2 separate regions of the Macaca mulatta genome follow, and region 1 is linked to region 2. A link is a contact called in public Hi-C data. All regions are on one chromosome and are shown on one strand. The core of a region is the stretch at or near the end of the contact, and the rest is flanking DNA. Distances in the headings are between cores, read along the strand shown. Region 1 has its middle 14 kb from the start of POLD3. Region 2 overlaps KCNE3 (potassium voltage-gated channel subfamily E regulatory subunit 3).

What was found. A called contact is a pair of places that touch in the nucleus more often than the background predicts.
Region 1: a Hi-C map of blood shows a contact between it and region 2, with 2.3 times the contacts expected there. The contact joins two enhancer-like sites. A contact is called at or near these places in 8 of 14 Hi-C or Micro-C datasets (CD4 T cells, blood, fetal cortex germinal zone and 4 more).

What each region holds. Positions count from the first base shown.
Region 1 is chr14:74,974,138-74,981,082 of T2T-MMU8v2.0, reverse strand. No RefSeq gene overlaps it. Among named protein-coding and RNA genes, the nearest start is that of POLD3, 14 kb to the left of the region's middle. Within about 2 kb of position 2,637, at least 12 of the 40 cell types and tissues checked have an H3K27ac peak or open chromatin away from gene starts, as enhancers often do. A contact at or near this core is called in blood, where this site is marked.
Region 2 is chr14:74,860,143-74,866,970 of T2T-MMU8v2.0, reverse strand. All of the region lies in intron 1 of KCNE3 (potassium voltage-gated channel subfamily E regulatory subunit 3), which reads left to right. All of the region lies in intron 3 of LOC106993384 (a long non-coding RNA gene), which reads right to left. Among named protein-coding and RNA genes, the nearest start is that of KCNE3, 5.1 kb to the left of the region's middle. Within about 2 kb of position 4,155, at least 16 of the 40 cell types and tissues checked have an H3K27ac peak or open chromatin away from gene starts, as enhancers often do. A contact at or near this core is called in blood, where this site is marked.

The DNA of each region.
Region 1 (6,945 bases), core at 1,388-3,887, 120 kb before region 2:
TCTTCTTCGTCCCCGCCTCATCCCAGAAATAATCGCATCAGAGAATCTAATGATTCTGATGGGGCATGGAGTGGGAAATCTAGACAGGGCTCAATATTGGGGCAGGGTGATGAGCAATCAACCTTTGTGCAGGCAGGGTTCCCAGACTCAGAGGAGGGAAGGAAGCCAGGCCTCTGCACAGGAAAGGAAGCCCTTGGGGGCAACTTAGGAACCCTACCAGTTGGCTGGCCTTCCGGGATACTACAGGTTTATTGGGGGTAACATTCCAAGCGGGTAACAGGTCAACTAAGATGTATAAGATTAAAGTAATCTTAAGACCAGGCTCTGTGGTTTACGCCTATAATCCCAGCACTTTGGGAAGCCAAGGCAGGAGGATCGCTTGAGGCCAGGAGTTTGAGACCAGCCTCGCCAACATGGGGAAACAATATCTCTACTGAAAAATACAAACATTAGCCAGGTGTGGTGGCTCACACTTGTAATCCCAGCTACTTGGGAGGCTGAGGCGGGAGGATCACTTGAACCTGGCAGGTGGAGGTTGCTGTGAGCTGAGATCCTGCCATTGCACTCCAGCCTGGGCAACAGAGTGAGACCCTGTATCAAACACAAACAAAACAAAACAAAACAAAACAAAAAAAGAAGTAATCTTAACACCAATATATTTCTTGTTGACACAGATGTATTTAGTAATTAGATCACTCATTCATTCATTCATTCATTCGATGAACATTGCTAAAGGCCTCTTGTATACCAGGCTCTATGTGATTAATGGGGACACAGCATGGTCTTCATCTCTGGGAGTTTACAGTCTGTATAGGGCAAACAGCAATACAGTGTGAGGGAATCACAGCGTACCAGAAGAACTCAGAGGAGGTAGCTCACCAGATCAGAGGAAATCAGGGAAAAACTTTGGGCCTGGATACCAGGAATATATACCATGTAATCCTTCCTTTCATTTGGAGAAATATATAAAAATGAAATCAGAGTGCTGTCTTTTTTTTTTTTTTTTGAGACAGAGTCTTGCTCTATTGCCCAGGCTGGAGTACAGTGGTGCAATCTCGGGTCACTGCAACCTCTACCTCCTGGGTTCAAGCGATTCTCATAACTCAACCTCCTGAGTAGCTGGAACTACAAGTGAGCACCACCACGCCTGGATAAGTTTTGTATTTTTGGTAGAGACAGGGTTTCACCATGTTGGCCAGGTTTGTCTCAAACTCCTGGCCTTAAGTGATCCGCCCACCTTGTCCTCCTAGAGTTCTGGGATTACAGGCGTAAACCACCATACCCGGCCAGAGTGCTGTCTTTGTTACAACTTTTAATAATACATCACAAGCCTGTATTTCTTCTTTTTCAAAAAGTTGTTTAGGCCAGGCACGGTGGCTCATGCCTATAATCCCAACATTTTGGGAGGCTGAGGTGGGAGGATCGCTTGAGTCTAGGAGTTTGAGATCAGCCTAGGCAACACAGGGCAATCCCATCTCTACAAAAAAAGAAAAAGAAAAAAATAGCCAGGTGTGGTGGCTTGTGCCTGTAGTCCTAGCTACTCAGGAGGCTGAGGCAGGAGGATCACTTGAGCCCAGGAGGTCAAGGCTGCAGTGAGCTATGTTCATGCCACTGCACTCCAGCTTGGGTGACAAAGCAAGACCCTATCTCAAAAATAAACGCATTTTTTAAAGTTCTCATAAAGTTTTATGAGAACATGTGTATCTTGCATAGACTGTCTTGGGGAATGTATAGCTACCCAGGCCAGGCCAGGACACATTACCCTCTTGACAGCTGGTGACGTAGGAGCTCAAGGACAGTGAGATAAGTCTCCAGGTGCTTGTTCTAAAACACCTTATCAGTACTATAAAAATCAATGCAAAATCCCTCAGTTACCAAAACTAAGTGGGTGAGCCAAGAGGACACTGTGATACTGGTTTTCCTGCTCCATACGTATACCACCCCATCATGCTCCCAGCCACACTCACACCCTAGCCTGTTTATTCCTCAGCTCGCTCACCAGATGTTCATGTCTCTACCTTTGCTGCCTCAGACATTCAGAAAAAGAGCATGAGGACCTCCCATCCCCACCTTGCATATGCTTTGTATAATTTTTTTCCTTTCTCCCTTCCCTTGGGGGTGGGGAGAGTGCTTGGAGTAGTGATGCTAAAAGTGAAGATAACTGAAAACTGGCTATGGGCAGTTTTGTCTTAAGCACATCATTTCTGAAATTTTTTTTTTTGTTTTGAGACAGAGTCTCCCTCTGCCACCCAGGTTGGAGTGCAGTGGTATGATCTTGGCTCACTGCAACCTCCGCCTCCCAGGTTCAAGCAATTCTCCTGCCTCAGCCTCCCGAGTAGCTGGGATTATAGGCCTCCGAGGTTCAAGCAATTCTCCTGCCTCAGCCTCCCGAGTAGCTGGGCTAATTTTTGTATTTTTAGGAGAGATGGGGTTTCACCATATTGGCCAGGCTGGTCTCGAACTCCTGACCTGGTGATTGCCAACCTCGGCCTCCCAAAGTGCTGGGATTATAAGCGTGAGCCACTGCACCCGGCCTCTGAATTCTTACAATGTGTGTCAGGTGGGGTTGGCATTCAGGGCTAGAAAGAAGCATATGATCCTTTTTTCAGAGAACATTGCTTTCTGCCCCCAAACACTGCTGGTCAGGGAGACTTCCTGAGGAGCTGTCACGTGGGCTTAGCTTTCATGTCAGGTGAAGAAGGGCAAGGGCTGTTGCAGACACAGTCTTGAGGGAGTGAGCTGCTCTCTTTGCCTCATTGTCTTTTGACCTCATTGCTTCTTTCTGTATGACTGCTCTGTTTTCTTCTCTGCTTAACCACAGTTTTTGTTTCCTCATAATTTTAGTATAAACAGAGCCATCGTTGCTATGGTTCATGTCAACCACCACTTCCAGCTTTTGGCCCATGACTAACTACAGATTTTCTCAACAGTTCCCCATTTTGTAATTCCTAACTGGCCCAGTCCAATTTGCTCAACTTATTTCAGTTTTTGTTTTTGTTTTTTTTTAAATCTCAGATTATCAAAATTTTTTTCAGGATACTAAGCAGCCCATGGACAGGTTCCTCTTAGACAAGTGCTCATTCATTCATTCCTTACTTGTTCACTGAGTTTCTTCTTAGAATTCACTATATATATGAGATACAATAGTATACAAGAGACATATGACCCAGGTTGGAGACAGATAAGTTAACAGACAGTTAAAAGACCATGTTGGCCCGATGCAGTGGCTCACGCCTATAATCCCAGCACTTTGGGAAGTTGAGGCAGTTGGATCACCTGAGGTCAGGAGTTCAAGATCAGCCTGGGCAACATGTTTAAACCCCGTCTCTACTAAAAATACAAAACTTACGCTGGGAGCGGTGGCTCACGCCTGTAATCTCAGCAGTTTGGGAGGCCGAGGCAGGTGGATCACGAAGTCAGGAGTTCAAGATCAGCCTGGCCAACATGGTGAAACCCCGTCTCTGCTAAAAATACAAAAATTAGCTGGGCATGGTGGTAGGCATCTGTAATCCCAGCTACTTGGGAGGCTGAGGCAAGAGAATTGCTTGAACCGGGAGGTGGAGGTTGCAGTGAGCCGAGATTGTGCCATTGCACTCTAGCCTGGGTGACAGGGCGAGACTCCATCTCAACAAAACAAAACAAAATGAAAAAACAAATATTAGCTGAGTGTGGTGGTGGGCGCCTATAATCCCAACTACTTGGGAGGCTGAGGCAGGAGAATTGCTTGAACCCAGGAGGCGGAGGTTGCAGTGAGCTGAGATCATGCCACTTCACTCCAGCCTGGGCTACAGAGTGAGACTCCATCACAGAAAAAAAAAAAAAAAAAAAAAAAAAGGAATGCATTGAATTTGGCCTCCATCGGCTAGAGGAGTGACAGTCGCAAGAGCCAGAGTTCAGTAATTTAAGGAATGAAGAGTGAGAAGAACTGGATAGAAGGTGAAGACAACTCTGGCCAATTAACTACGTGGAAATGGAGAGGTGGAAGGGGTTGAGGATGGTCATGAGCTTCATAGCATGTCTGTCTAAGCCACAGGGCTAGGAGGTGGTGGTGGACATTTGTCTTAGGAAAAGGCACGCCAGGCATTGTGGGGTCTGTTTCATCTAGAGTGTTGTCAGTCAGGGAGGCAGGACTGGAGGAACTGAAGGCTGGAATCTGCAGGAGGGGACATGGAAAGGAAATTCTTCAAAGGCCTTTTCATCACTGGTTCCCAGCACCCTACTTGGCTAAAACTGGAATGAACAGGCCCTTAGCAAATATTTATTGGCGGAAACTGAATGCCTGTTGAATAGATGGATGGGTGGATGAAAGTGAATTAAATATTGTTCTGCTCTATAGTCCCTTTTGTTGAGTTACAGAATATTGTTTGTGGAAGGTGTTGTCTACTTTTCCTTGCACCACTGCAATGACTATTGTCTGTTATCAGGTGAACATTATAGATAAGCTAATGGGGAAATCCAGCTTCCTTGAAAGACCCAGTGATCAGAAATGAGGACAGAGAGGCAACGAGCCCAGGTCCTAAGCAGGCTTGACGGCTGCAAACAGCCCTGCTGCTAGAGACCCCAGAAAGAGGCTTCACACGTTCCTACATACAATCTTGACACATAGTACTTTAGTAAACACTGCATATGTTTGGGGTTGACTAATTTGAAGTATCTTACCTTTCAGTATTTTCTTCCTAAGGCAAAATCAGATAGTGGACTTACCCAACTAACTTCTCTCATTTCCCCTTGCTCTGTGATACCTCCACCACTCCACTGCTCTCCTCATACCTGCCCTATTTCAGGCCCTCCTATCATCAGTCTTTTCTTTTAAGTTTTCTGCTAATAAAGGAAATGCCTGCTTGTCCTCATCTTTTCTAGCCTCATCTCTACTCCAATCCGCCCTCCCTGGCCCTGGTTCATCTTTAACACAAGTTCTAGGATGAGCTTCCTTCCTTCCTCCCTCCCTCCCTCCCTCCCTCCCTTCCTTCCTTCTTGACAGAGTCTCTGTTGCCAGGCTGGAGTGCAGTGGAGTGATCTCAGCTCACTGCAACCTCTGCCTCCTGGGTTCAAATGATTCTCCTGCCTCAGCCTCCTGAGTAGCTGGGACTACAGGTGGCCATCACCACGCCCAGCTAATTTTTATATTTTCAGTAGAGACAGAGTTTCACCATGTGGGCCAAGATGGTTTCAATCTCTTGATCTCACGATCTGCCTGCCTCGGCCTCCCAAAGTGCTGGGATTACAGGTGTGAGCCACTGCACCCGGCCAGGATGATGTTTCTGAAACACAGATCTGATGATGTTACTCCCTGCTTAAAACCCTTTGGTGGTTCTCTGTTGATTTTAGAATAAAGTCTCTCTCCTTTCTCTCTCTTTCTTTCTTCCTTCCTTCCTTCTTTCCCTCCCCGCCTCCCACTCCTTCCTTCCCTCCTTCCTTCATGGAGTCCCACTCTGTCACCCAGGCTGGACTGCAATGGCACGATCTCACCTCACTGCAACCTCCACCTCCTGGGTTCAAGGGGGTCTCCTGCCTCAGCCTCCTGAGTAGCTGGGACTATAGGTGCATGCTACCACGCCCGGCTAATTTTTTTTTTTTGTATTTTTGGTAGAGATAGGGTTTCACTGTGTAGGTCAGGCTAGTCTCGAACTCCTGACCTCAAATGATCTGCCCACTTCAGCCTCCCAAAGTGCTGGGATTACAGGTGTGAGCCACCATGTCCGGCAAGTCTCAGTTTCTTAGTAGAGAAGACAGGAGCATTCAAGGCTCTTCAGGGTCTGGTCCTTCTTCCACCTTCCTCTTCAGCAATGTCAAACTGCAGTAGCGCCAGCATCATCCAACAGCACGCACCTGCTGTCACAGCCACATGCCTTCGCTTCCTGCTTCTGCTGCAGCCTGAAATACTGCCCTCGACTCTGCTCCATTCCTTTGTGTCTGGAAGCTTCAGAGCCTCCTTCCTGACATTTGTCTCACGGCCTCCTGCTGATTAAACACAGTCCAGATGGTGCTGCTGCTTCTCATCTGGCTGGGTGAGATTCTGTTTCAGCTTCTGATTTCCACGAAATATCCAATCCTACCAGGCATTTGGGGATTTGGGTAGTGTACTAAGGAAGTGAGGAGTGTGGGGGGAAGGGGTATACTGCACAGTTCACACAATTTACACCTAAGATTTCCCATATGAGGTCTTTCCTCTTCAAAATTCCCTTGTTTCAGTCAGCTTCCCAGCCCAGGGTATTTTCGTCTTCCCCCTTCTCTTTGTCGGAACACATGCGTGCATGCATATGTGTGTGTGTGCGTGTGTGTGCATGCATGCATGTGTGTATGCGTGTGTTGCGGGTGTGCGTGCGTGTGTGTGCGTGCGTATGTGTGTGTGCTTGCGTGTGTGTGTGCTTGCGTGTGTGTGTATGTGTGTGTGTAAACCTCCCTTGTCTAATGCAACACAATCCCGCCCATTCTCTACCCAAGTACCAGGCGGCCATAGGGTAGTTTTTCATAGATTATCCTAATTTCTTCTCAGGACACTTTGGCACCAGTTGCTAAAAAAATTAAAGAGGCATCCATACCTTACACAGCTCTCTCACTCAGTTTGCTGTGAGCTCCTGAAGGCCAGGCCCATGTCTAATCCATCACTTATCCTGTTCCAGCTGGAGCCTGGCACAGACATGGCCAGGCCACAAATGAGCCACTGGGCTGTGGTGTGGCTAGAAGAGGCTGGGAAGTGTGGGGATATCAGGTCAGTAAGGAATGCCTTCATTTTTCATCCTGGAGGGTTGGGTTTCTGATGAGCTGCCCCCAGCCAGAGCTGATTCATACCCAGAAATATATCCTCTGCCTCTGTCGATACATCTCGGCCTTTCAGAACCCCATTAGGCCAGACAAAGGATCCATCTGCTGGGTTGTTTCTTTCTTTTCTTCCCTTCCTTCCCTCCCTTCCCTCCCTCCCTTCCCTCCCTTCCCTCCCTTCCC
Region 2 (6,828 bases), core at 2,906-5,405:
ACTCCATCTTATTGATGAGGAAAATGAGGCCTAGAGTGATAGTTACTCAACCAAAATGCATGACTAGACGTGTTGGCATAGTAGGGGCAGGAACCCAGGTCTCCTGATTCCCCCTCTGATGTGTTCTCCACCAGCTACAGGACTACAGAATGGTACCCCTCAATGATAAAGGACTGCAGGGATGATCAGAGAGGGTGGGAAACAAGGAAGGCTTCTGGAGAAGGTGAGGTTCCTGGGAATCAAGAAGAATAATAAGAACCTCCTGGTTGCATCTGAGGCTAGGAGAGCTAGGGTGGGAAAGGAGACATAGAGATGGCTGTTCTTGATAATATGGGGGGAAGGGAAAGATATGGAGACAGAAAAGGAAACAGTGTGACCAGGCTGCCTGATAATTTTCTTGTATGTTTGCAATTTCTAAAACTTTCCCATCTCTTGTCTCCTCCAGTTCTCATATGAGTTAGGCAGGGCAGGGATCATTATCCCCATCTTATAGATGAGGTTCAGAGGAAGTAAATGCAGTGTTCAAGGACACAGAGCCAAGCATACAGCCAAGATTAGAATCATGAAAGGAACACTTGAACGGCAAGATCACAGGCCGAAGGACCGGGGAGTTGGACTGTGTGTGTGTGTGCAGGGGGTGGGTGTATATAGCCACACCCTGGGTAGGTACACAGGGAAGAGGGTTGCAAAGCCATTGCTGGTGTTTTGAGGCCAAGAATGTTTGCCCTTTGGATTGAATGGGGTCCAGGTGCAGGGAGCATCTGGGCTTCCAAAGAAAGCTTAGAATTCCTCCTCCTGTGACTCACCCCACCTGACTGAGATGACTGCTTTTCTTTGAGCCATCCCTTCCCCAGACCAAATGAAATCTGTTTTGCCCTTCCCTGGAGGTTGCTTTTTAAATATTGTAAGCTGTTTTCATGAATGTATATGTGTGTGCCAGAGCAGAGGCATGCTCTTAGAGAAGAGGCATTGATTCATTTATTCTTGAATGCCTGCTAGGTATCAGGGCTGGGAAATAAAGAAATGTATGAGGCACAGGACCCTGCCCTCTTACCTCAAAGCACAGTTACACACACACACAAACACACAATTTCAATACAGCATAGTGCTCTAATAAGTCTTTGTGCAAAGCACTTTTGGGGAAAAAAACAAGAGGGAGAGACTAACTGGCTAGGGAGTGAGGAATGAGGTGTCCCAGGAGAAGGTCTACAGAGATGAATTGGAGCTGGGTCTTGAAGGATGAGTAGGAGTTTGCCGGGCAGGTAAAAAGAGGAAGGGCATTCTTGTTTAAGAAAACAGCATGAGCAAAGGCAAGAGATGTGCAAGCGCAAGGAGTATTTGGAGAGTGGCCTGTAGTTCAGTGTCATGGGTGCAGGCCACTGAGAAGAGCTGCGGGGAGATGAGGCCAGTGTCAGAGTCACATTTCAAGGCACTTCAGTGGTAATCAGAAGAGTTTAAGAGTCTGCCCTACTGGCAGAAGGGAACTTATAGTGGAAAGGTCTGTGGAGGGGAAGTCAAGATACTTGGTTTCTGGCTCCAACTCTGCCACTACTGGGCTGTGAGACTTTAAGCAGGTGATTGCCTTGGGGAGGAGGGTCTATTTTCCCACTGGTTGAATGAGGGGGTTGCACCAACAACATGATCATGAAGATCTCTTCCAGCTCAGATTCTATTCCTTTTCCTTCCAACTGGATGCTAGGGGCTACTCCTTCAACTCCTCTCCCACTCCACCAGCTCTCCAGTCCACAAGAGTGGTAAGACCACTGAGGGGACAGTGGCAAAACTGTACACCCCAGGAGCTGTCTTTGGATCACCTACCTGCTTTATGTGACTTTTTCTACCTGCCTCTCTGTACTTCATTTCCAGACACTGAAGACGCTCATTCTGAAAGAGTAGCTGAAATGGAGCAATGGGAAAGAAAGACCCAAGGGTAGAGTTTCACTTTTCCCCCAGAGCAACCTGAACGAAAACACCACTAAGATCCCCAGTTCATCCCTCAGATCACAGCTTTAGTCCCCAAGTAGGGGTTGGACAAGTGCAAGGCAAGTGCATTTTGTGAGAACCTGGTAATGTGTGGGAAATAGCAGGAACAGAGAGTGAACTTGGCTCATCTAGGGAATCAGGAGTAGGTCTGGAGCAGCGGGGTGCATGGGAGACGAGAGCATAAAGGAAGGCTACCTCCTCCTCCGAAGCTTACCAAGCTCCATCTCACTGGGTCCTTGACTAAGATTGGTGAGAATCTGTGGTGCACGAAAAGGCCATAGTAACAAAGTTAGAGGAGATGATGCCCCATGACACTAGGAGGCTGTGTCTGGTGTGATGTGAAGCTTAGATGTGAGGAAACACTGCCATTTGTAGTGGAAAGAGCACCTGAACAGTACCGCCAAACACCTGGGTTCTTGTCTGAGTGCTGCCATTTATGGGCCATGTCATTTTGGACTAGTCACTTCTCCCTTCTGAGCCTCAGTTCCCTCATCTACGAAATGGAGGGTTGGCCTGGAATCTAGATTCTAGAAGATCCTTAAAGTCCCTGTCAGCTTGGCCATCTGCTCACCCTCTTTCCTCACTGGCCTATCTTCTATTTCAAGGCAAGACCTCTCCAGGGCAGGAGCTCTGTCTTCCCCATCCAAGGATCTTGGTAATCAGGGACTCTCCTGGACAGGGAAGCCAAGGAACTCAGAAACAGTGGCAAAACTCCCCCGTTCCTGACTGCGAGTCCCCAGCTTGAGCCCCAGAGGCAGTCCCAGAGCCCCAAAGAGAACCAACCTGTGCCTTCATCAGCTTTCTGCCTCGCCTAATTCAGACAGGAGGCCCTTGCACCCAGGCCCTCCCTCCCACACAAACCCAGCACCTAGAGGTATGGAACTATGGCCTCTTTCCTCCTCCTGTCAGAATCACAAACATCCTAGTCTATCCAGAGAGGCCCTGAGGTGTGAAAGGTCTCATGAATCTTTATTCCCCTCATGGAACACTGCCTCAAAGCCCCCTGCTGACCTCCACACTGTCCCCTTCTCCCACTTTCTGCAGAGTCTATCTCCTCCTCAGGCTGGATCATCCTGGCAGGTGAGCTGTGAAGAGGAAAAATGAGTAAATCCCTCAGTTTGGCTCGGCTGGGATATTAGATGTAAGTCAGTCCCAGGGCTCAGAAGCATCTTAGCCTGTGAGGAAAAGGTCCACAGCCTTCTCTATCTTGGGATTTGAGAAGCTCTAGAAATCCCCCAAAATGCTTCTCCCATCAGCCTGTCTAACTTCCCATGGTTTCACAGCTTGGTTTCATGATTCAGATCATCACAGGACATTAGAACCAACTGGGACCCCTTCATTTTACAGATGCAGACAGAAGCTGAGGCACAGAAAAGGGAAGTCGTACGTCCAAAGTCACACAAGGAGCAGCTGAGCCTGGACAACCCCCTGGGTTTCCATTTCCTTCACCGTAAAGTAAGGGCATATAGCCTAGATGGGCTCTGAAGGCCCTTCCAGCCTCTGCTCTACAAAATACAACCACCGCCATCTGTGCAGTGTCTAGTGCCAAGCACTACATGATGTTCTTTAATTTTCACAACAAAGCTCTGCTACAGATAGTGCTCATTCTGTGACCGTGTTCATATCCTGTCTATCTGAATAGATTGGGTGGTAACACATCATTTGTTCCTGTGCAAAATATCAATGCAGCTGCCATTCTCCCACTCATGTCTGTTCTCTTGGCATTCTAAAAGGCCCTTGCTAAGGTAACCCTTAGGAAAGGGAATGTTTTAGGCTGCACCATCAGCTGGTCCCTGAGTGTGAGTCCACATGTTAAATAGGTTTCTCATGATGTCACCCAATGAAGACACTAAGTCTGGAGTTGGGGGACAGCAATCAGAGGCCCTTTGGTCACTGCACAGTTCCTTTAACTGCAACCCTAGGCTGGCCTGACCCAGCTGCTGCAGGAAGGGGAGGGGCTGTGGGAGGGGGTCAGAGCCCACAGCAGGACTATTGCACAATCCTTGGGGCCTGGCCTTGGGCAATCCACCCTGGTTCCTTCCTTTTCTGCTTTCTCTCCTGCTTTCTAGCTCTGGGCTTTCCCAGCTCCGAAGTCAATACTGAGATCTCAGATGTGTCCAGAGACATCCTGAAGAGGCTCGGGGGCTGAGGAGCCTTAGTGTGTCCACAAAGAGACTCCTGAAACTGACTGAGAGCCAGCGGATTTGCCAGCTGGTGAGTCTTCCAGATTGAGATTTCCCTCCCTCTCCCTGTCAGTTAAAACCCCTTTCCAATGATACGTAAGAAAACTGAATGGTAACTGCCCTGCCCTGGGATTGGAGCTCGGGACAACTAGGAGCTTTCACCTTCACAGTATGTGCTGTGTCCATTCTTTTTTTTTAAACCTATGTGTACATATTTGCTTCTTGAAAATAAAAAGTTTTTAATCCTCTTCTGTATAATACAAGTGTATACTCATAGCAAGCCTTGAAAGAGGAGGCCAAGGATGATCATTTTTCTTTTTTTTTTTTTTTTTAGACAGAGGTCTTGCTCTGCTGCCCCGGCTGGAGTGCAGTGGCATGATCTCGGCTCACTGCAACCTCTGCCTCCAAAGTTCAAGCGGTTCTCCTGCCTCAGCCTCCTGAGCAGCTGGAAATACAGGCATGTGCCTGGCTAATTTTTGTATTTTTAGTAGAGATGGGGTTTCTCCATGTTGGCTAGGCTGGTCTTGAACTCCTGACCTCAGGTGACCCGCCCACCTCAGCCTCCCAAAGTACTGGGATTAAAGGAGTGAGCCACCGCACCTGGCCTATTTTTTAAAATTGTGCTTAAAACACACACACACACACACACACACACACACACACACAAATGTACCATCTTAGTCATTCTTGAGTGTACACTCAGTAGTGTTAGCTAGATTCACCTTGTTGTGCAGCAGATCTCCAGAACCTTTTCATCTTGCAAAACTGAAACTCTATACCTACCATACAACAACTCTATGGTCATCTCTTTTGGTAGATGAGGAAACCGAAGCCCAACCAGGGAAAGGAACTTATTTCCTTCAGAGTAGGCTCCTCCAGATACTTACACTGTTTGTTTGTTGTCTACCTGTGAAATTGCCTGAGGCTCCTTCCTCCTTCAACACTTACTTGGCCATTTCCTCCTCGGGTCTCACATCTGTCTCTACCCCCACTTCCCCACTTTGTTATCCTCTCTGCCCCAACTCGTGACTCAGCATCTTGCACTAAACTATTTCAAGACTCATGTAGCTGGGCTCACTGCCTCAATTCCAGCTCCCTCCAGTCCACATGACAGTCAGAGTATCCTTTCCAGGCACAGATCTGACCATTTTATCTTCCCTAGCTACAGAATAAAGTTCCAACTCTACAGAGTGGCACTCAAGGCTGCCCATGATCTGGCTCCTATCTCTCCTGTCCCACATCCTATGCTATTCTTCTACACATCTTACACTTCAACCTCTTTATGCTACTTTCCATTCTTCTAAACATGTACACACTTTGTTGCGCCTTTGCTCATGTTGCCTTCCTTTGTCTTCTCTGCCTCTTAAAAATCCTTCAAGGTCCAACTCAAATGCCTCCATCACTGTGGACACTCTCTAAGCCCTGATCAGTATCCATTACTTATTCCTTTTAGCCTTAGTAGCTCCTGGCTTGTCCCCTGCATTGTATCAGAGCAGAGCCCCTGGATCTGGGCGAAGGCACTGGATCTGAGCCACCCCGAGCTCCCATCACAGGGCCTGGCCCATATTGGTGATAACTATCTGGATGATTTTTTGAGTTATTTATTTCCTCATGCTGCTCCTACTTGCTATTGGCAGACACGAGGGAAGAAGCAGCCACAGATCTTTTGCCTGACACATGGGGTAGTAGATGAGAATGTATATCTCCTGGATCTTAACTCAGTGAGCTCTTGTTCTTCTCCCCTCCTCCATCCAGACAGGACAGCACAAGTACTAGATGGCAGAGGGCCCCAAAGGCCTTGCATAAAATGCTGCCCAGTCCTGGCTAATTGCGTTCATAGAGCCATTGACGAATATTTATCATGGTCAGAATGATCATATTTTCCAGGGAAGAGATCTTATGGTTAATAGTCACATTAGTTAACTTTAGTTTGTTAACAGTTCTGCCCATATGATGGAGGACTGAATGCTTGGCCCATAGAGAATTCCTTAAAGTGGACATCTTTACTAGAAACTATTGAGAGAAGGATAACACCCATTCAGTCTTAGGGCAGTCCCCTAGAAAAAGGGAATGCCCAGCCAGTCGCAGGGTAGTGCCCTGGGAAAGGAGAACACCCAGTCTCAGGGTAGTCCTCCAGATTGGAGGAAGAGACATAGCCCTGCTGACCAGGCACATGTGGCCTGATGATATCCTTATCAAAAACAAGAGGATAGCCACATATTGCCTTATATGTTAAGTGTTGGGGGGAAGGGAAGGCTGTGATGATAAAGGTGGTGTAGTGTGGCTGAGGGGTGGGGAGCACTGAACGGAGGCTTCCCTAAAGGAAGTGAGTGTGGGGCCTTGTTTACAGGGAATGACATATGGTTTTTCAGAGACAAGGATGCAAGTCTGTTTTAAGATGTTCTTTCTGACTGGGCACAGTGGCTCACGGCTGTAATCCCAGCACTTTGAGAGGCTGAGGCGGGTGGATCATGAGGTCAGGAGATCAAGACCATCCTGGCTAACACGGTGAAACCACATCTCTACTAAAAATACAAAAAAATTAGCCAGGCATGGTGGCGGGCACCTGTAGTCCCAGCTACTTGGGAGGCTGAGGCAGGAGAATGGCGTGAACCTAGGAGGCGGAGCTTGCAGTGAGCTGAGATCGCGCTACTGCACTCCA